2 separate regions of the Mus musculus genome follow, and region 2 is linked to region 1. A link is a contact called in public Hi-C data. All regions are on one chromosome and are shown on one strand. Each heading gives the region's core, a stretch centred on a gene start, on an enhancer-like site or on the middle of the called end of the contact. The rest is flanking DNA. Distances are from core to core; before and after follow the strand shown.

Region 1 (2,700 bases), core at 194-2,693:
ATTTTGGCTTTGGGATAAGAAACTTATTGCACCCATGTCAATTTTCACTTGCCAAGAGGCGCTGTGAGCTGTTGTTGTTGTTTGTCTGTTTTTTGCTTTGTGGTTTTTAAATACCAAGAGGAATTCTTAATGACAGACATTTTTAAAATTTGTGCAGAAAAATTCTGTCTCAAAAATGGCCCATTGGTCTGCACGTATTTTACAATAATCTGAGAGACTGAGGTGTCAACAACTTTTACACACAAGTAGAAGAAACACGTTTGCGTTACACACAGGATTATGAAATTTGATAACCAAACTTTATCATTCTACTGAATTCCACAAGACAGAAGAACTGCCAAACGTCCCCTAGACGTCCCCATCTTCACACATACCTTCAGGATAGGTCTCTCTTGCCAGTTTTTGGCCTACTCAAAAGTCACCATCTTATTTATCCACCCCCTTCCCCTAGGTCCCCCAGTCTCTGGCCTGATTTGTTTAATGTGTGAGATTTTATCTGCCTTTGAGAGGAGGTTCTATTTTGTTTTGTAGAGACAATGTCTTACTCTATAGCCCAGGCTTGTAGGAAGCCACATACGCGATTGCAGGATGGCGCTGGCTACCGCTGGCCACCACCCATAAATTTGAGTAAACAACCAATGTGCGCATGTGCAGTAGAGTTTTTTGCTGAGTCACTGCCTGGCCTGAGGCATGCAAACGAGGCACTGAAAGCCTGGCCCAAGGTATGTAAATGAGGTACTGAAAGCATAACCAATCGGGTGTGGACACGCCCCTCCTAGGTCTATATAAGCAGCGCTAGTACTGGGGCTCAGGGTCTTTTCGCCTCTGCAATCAAGCTCTCCCAATAAGCGTGTGCAGAAGGATCCTGTTGTGGCATCTTTCTTGCTGGTGAGTTGGGCGCTCACACAGGCTGGCCTCATACCACCGATTTTCCTACTTCAGGCTCCTTGAGTGCAGTTTTAGACAGGCATGTGTCACCGTGCCAGGCTTATATACTCGTATTATACACCAAGTCATGCAGCAGGCCTCTAAAGAACTATCTGATGCTCCATGTGCACACGTCCCAGCACGTGGATAAATTCTCACTGACAGAAACTAGGAGAAATTGAAACAAAAGTCACTCTATTTAGTTGAATACTTGAATGCAAGTTAATTAGAAATATATTTGACATCCAAGCTGTTATTAAGCAGTCTCTACTTCTAAAGCAGCTTGAGGTGCCCCCTCCCCCACTTCCCCTTCCCTTCCCCCTCCCCCTTCCCCGTCCCCGCCCCCACACTGTGGGTACGATCTACTGTGGTTGTAGATTACCTGGTTCCCCTTCATTCTTTCGATTCTGAAACCGGTGGCAAAGCAAAAATGCCCCAAGCCATCATTTGTGGATAGAAAACAGCTGCACGTGATAAAAGAATTGATGTGGTTTAAAAATCACTCGGAGGTAGAGGGTAAACTGCCTCTCCCAGCCGCTGTTCTCACCAACAGTGTAAAGCTAACTCCTTATGAATCACAGCAGGGAGGCAGGACAAGACTCATTTTTTTTTGGATAGTAGCTTGATTTTTCAACAAGTGGGGCTTTAAAATTTGGTCAGGAAAAAAAAAATTAGAAAACATTCAGTGTGCTGAGATGAGAGGACAGAGTTGGGATTTTAAATGGCATCCTTCAGCCACCAAACCCAGACACTATTGCATCTGCCAGCAAGCTTTTGCTGAAAGGATCCTGATATAGCTGTCTCATATGAGGCTATGCCAGTGCCTGGCAAATACAGAAGTGGATGCTCACAGTCATCTATTGGATGGAACACAGGGCCCCCAATGAAGAAGCTAGAGAAAGCACCCAAGGAGCTGAAGGGGTCTGCAACCCTATAGGTGGAACAACAATATGAACTAATCAGTACCCCCAGAGCTCGTATCTCTAGCTGCATATGTAGCAGAAGATGGCCTAGTCGGCCATCATTGGGAGGAGAGGCCCCTTGGTATTGCAAACTTTATATACCCCAGTACAGGGGACCGCCAGGGCCAAGAAGTGGGAGTAGGTGGGTAGGGGAGCAGGGCAGGGGCAGGGAGGGTATAGGGAACTTTCGGGATAGCATTTGAAATGTAAATGAAGAAAATACCTAATTAAAAAAAAAGATGGAATCCTTAGGGATCTGAGCTCATGTTTCTCATGATTATAAATAAGGACACTGAGCTCTCTGGCTTCCCTTTGTTAGGGATCTTTTTGTTTTAGGAGCAAGGGTCTTGCTGTGCGGGGCTCCAGCTATCCTCACAGCTCACCCCCTCTTCCAGGTCCTGGGATTGCAGGAGCACCCCAACCCCCACCCCACCCCCGCCATGCTAGGTGTTTCTGCTTCTTCCTAAATTTTAATTCTTTTAAAAGACTACTTTTACAGTGGATATCCCATTTTTTTCTGTTATACCTCTGAAACTTTGCAGGAAGTGAACCAAATAGCAAACGTTCTTCCTTGCATTTCCCAAGGAGCTGTTATCATTGATAGATATGTGGCCCTAACGTCACCTAGACCTGGTGTGCAGGCATGCAGGTGACACTAGATATTGGATCCAGCAAGCAAGCTATTACTGTTATATTTCAACAAAGGTGATATTTGATTGACTTTTTTTTGGGGGGGGGGTCCTATGTAGACCTATCCTTTTCTTATCTTCCTTTTCTTCTTGTTTTGAGACTGAGGCTTGCTATGTAGCCC
Region 2 (2,700 bases), core at 96-2,595, 74 kb after region 1:
TGAGGTCTAAGGCCACTGGCTTAAAGACTAAGCTAATTCACGTAGAACAATTTCTGTGCCTAGAATGAGTCACTATAACAAAGTCAGATTTTCTAGGCTAGAGTTCCTTTTATTAAGTTTTTTTTTAATTAGGTTTATTTTATTTTATGTGCATGAGTGCTTTGCCTGCATGCAGAAATGTGCATCACATGGATGCCTGTTGGATCCCCTGACTGGCTCTCCGGATGGTTGTGAAACACCACGTGGATGCTGGGACTCAAACCCCAGTCTTCCACAAGTGCAGCAGATGCTTCTCTGCCACTGAGCCATCTCTCCAGCCCCTTGGCTAGAATTCTTAATGGATGATGGGAGTGGATTGGACAAGTTAATGAAAATGATACATGTTCTATGTCTAAACTGTGTAAGACTATAAGGCTTTAGTAGAAATATTCCAATAGGCAGCTCCAAGTGACTTTCAAAAAGAATACCGCCTCCTCCCACTTCCTGGATCCACTCCATCTACCTCACTCCACTTCCGGGATCCTCTCTATCCACCTCCCCCCACTTCCCGGATTCACCCAATCCACCCCCCCCACTTCCCGGATCCACCCCATCCACCTCCCCCCACTCCCTGGAACCACTCCATCCACACGCTCCCACTTCCCGGAATCACCCCAACCTCCTCCCCCCACTTCTCCATCCACGCCATCCACCTCCTCCCACTTCCTGGATCCGCTCCATCTAGCCTTCATCCACTGCATTTCCCTCAACAGTTCCTTTCTCTGGAAGGCAGAGCATTGCAGCAACTAGTCACGAGCCTCGTCTTGCAGAGCACCAACCAACCAGACACAAGTATGACTCAATACCGTATTTACCAAGTCACTCGGTCTCTATAACCGAGTGACTTGGTAAATACGATATCGAGTCTCTCATATACAGTAAGGATAAGATCTGCTTTCATAGCTTCTGGGAGGATTAAAAAGTATGATGGTTTCAAGCTTGGTGTTAAATGTCTGTGACCCCAGCCCTCGGGAGGCTGAGGCAGGAGGATTCCAAGTTTGAGGTCAGGCTGAGCTACGTGCGGAAATGCGGTCTCAGGAAAATGAATGCAAACCGAAATAGCCAGCTGTGTCCTCACTAGGGTAAACACTTTCTTCGCTGTTCTTAGCGCATCACAGGATCTCAGCCACCTCTGCTGTTTTTCCCACAACACTTCTTCCCAGTGAGGACGAAAATAAATCTAAGCGTATGTGCTACTTGACATGTTTACAAGGCCAGGGGTTTTGTGGCACGGGAAACTGTACTTTGGCTCTATCCTGCTGAGAGCCCAGAAATTAGGTGACGTTTTCCGAAGGTTTCTTCTTGTCGCAGCTGTGGACGGCTGATTTGGTTCCTGTTTCTTCTAGCAGCTGGTGGTTTTACAGCTGTTGGATGATGGATGGTAATAAAAAGGAACGTGGAACTTCTTTTTTTTTTTTTTTAACTGAAATATCCAATCCACTGGATAAAACCAGAAACCTTTGAGAACCATGGAGAATTTTTTAAAGTGCCATGAGCTATGCTTGTTAGGGTGGATTTAAACTTCATAATGAGAAACTCGTTTTAAAAGAGGGTCAGTATTTTGACTGATTTATTCTAAATTTAAGAGTGAACGCTGATATTTGGGGAACCATGCACTTCACTGGGTCTGTGGAGGTATGTTTGAGAATCATTCACGAGGTTTTATTTCAATACACTTCTCTCTCTCTCTCTCTCTCTCTCTCTCTCTCTCTCTCTCTCTCTCTCTCTCTTTCTCTCTCTTTTAATTGAATATAAGCACTGGCTGTTACACAGAAACCTGGGTGGGTTCTCTTCCCAGCACCTACATTGCTGCTTACAACAGTCTATGACTCTAGTCCCAAGGGATCCAATACCCCATCTGGTCTCTTCAGGCCCCAGTCACACATGTGGTTCACATACATATGTGATACGTGTAGGCAAAACACTCATACACACAAAATTAAGAGGAAAAAATGTATAAAAAGAAAATGTTGTCTGTAAAATATGTTATGCGAGATATATGTTATGTTATGCCATATATATAGTTTTCTGATATATATATATATACATACATATATATATATATATATGTATGTATATTATCCGAAAACCTTTTAGTCTTTAAGGTCTTATGGAAAAGAACAGAAAGTTTAAAACAGTAATGTTATTAAATGAGATAACTGAGTTGAGATTTTTTTTAATCTTTTTTTATTTTACAGTAAGATACATAGCCATATTTGGAAGTGAACATCTGTAAGTTTGTTTTAGATCTTAGCATAGAAAAAAAAAACCTACCATGAACTACAAAGACTAACGTTTACCACTTATTAAATACTGTAGTGTAGCAAGCTGGGCAAGCTACTGAGTTTAACCTTCACAGCAGCTGTACAATGTGTCCTTCTCATTTCTTTCAAGAAGAGAAACCAAAATGTGGAGACGTTTATTCCCTTCCCAAAAGCTAGTAAGGGGGGCAGCCACACTCAACACACCTGCCAATCAATCTCCAAGGCTCATCCTCTTCCTGTTAGTCTAGGAAAGCCAAGCATCCAGCTAGGGTTAGCTGGCTAAGAGCAGAGCACAGAAGGGAGGGAGGCTGAGAGGGAAACAGGGATGAAGACATGGTCAAGAGATGGATTAGGACAATGCACTGCAGAATAAACCTAGCAAAGTTGGAAGTGAGGA

The links. Hi-C and Micro-C count contacts between places; a contact is called where the count stands out from the background.
Region 2: a contact with region 1 is called in a Hi-C map of pre-pro-B cells, with 2.1 times the contacts expected there. The contact joins two enhancer-like sites. A contact is called at or near these places in 5 of 39 promoter capture datasets (the C10 cell line, cranial neural crest, embryonic stem cells and 2 more), 3 of 484 Hi-C or Micro-C datasets (the Ba/F3 cell line, mammary gland and pre-pro-B cells) and 3 of 115 datasets of contacts at active chromatin or transcription factors (bone marrow-derived macrophages, embryonic stem cells and pancreatic cancer cells).

The regions. Positions count from the first base shown.
Region 1 is chr10:93,613,683-93,616,382 of GRCm38.p6, forward strand. No RefSeq gene overlaps it. Among named protein-coding and RNA genes, the nearest start is that of Snrpf, 25 kb to the left of the region's middle. Within about 2 kb of position 1,444, at least 19 of the 459 cell types and tissues checked have an H3K27ac peak or open chromatin away from gene starts, as enhancers often do. A contact at or near this core is called in pre-pro-B cells, where this site is marked.
Region 2 is chr10:93,687,701-93,690,400 of GRCm38.p6, forward strand. All of the region lies in intron 3 of Ntn4 (netrin 4), which reads left to right. Among named protein-coding and RNA genes, the nearest start is that of Gm15915, 5.7 kb to the left of the region's middle. Within about 2 kb of position 1,346, at least 100 of the 459 cell types and tissues checked have an H3K27ac peak or open chromatin away from gene starts, as enhancers often do. A contact at or near this core is called in pre-pro-B cells, where this site is marked.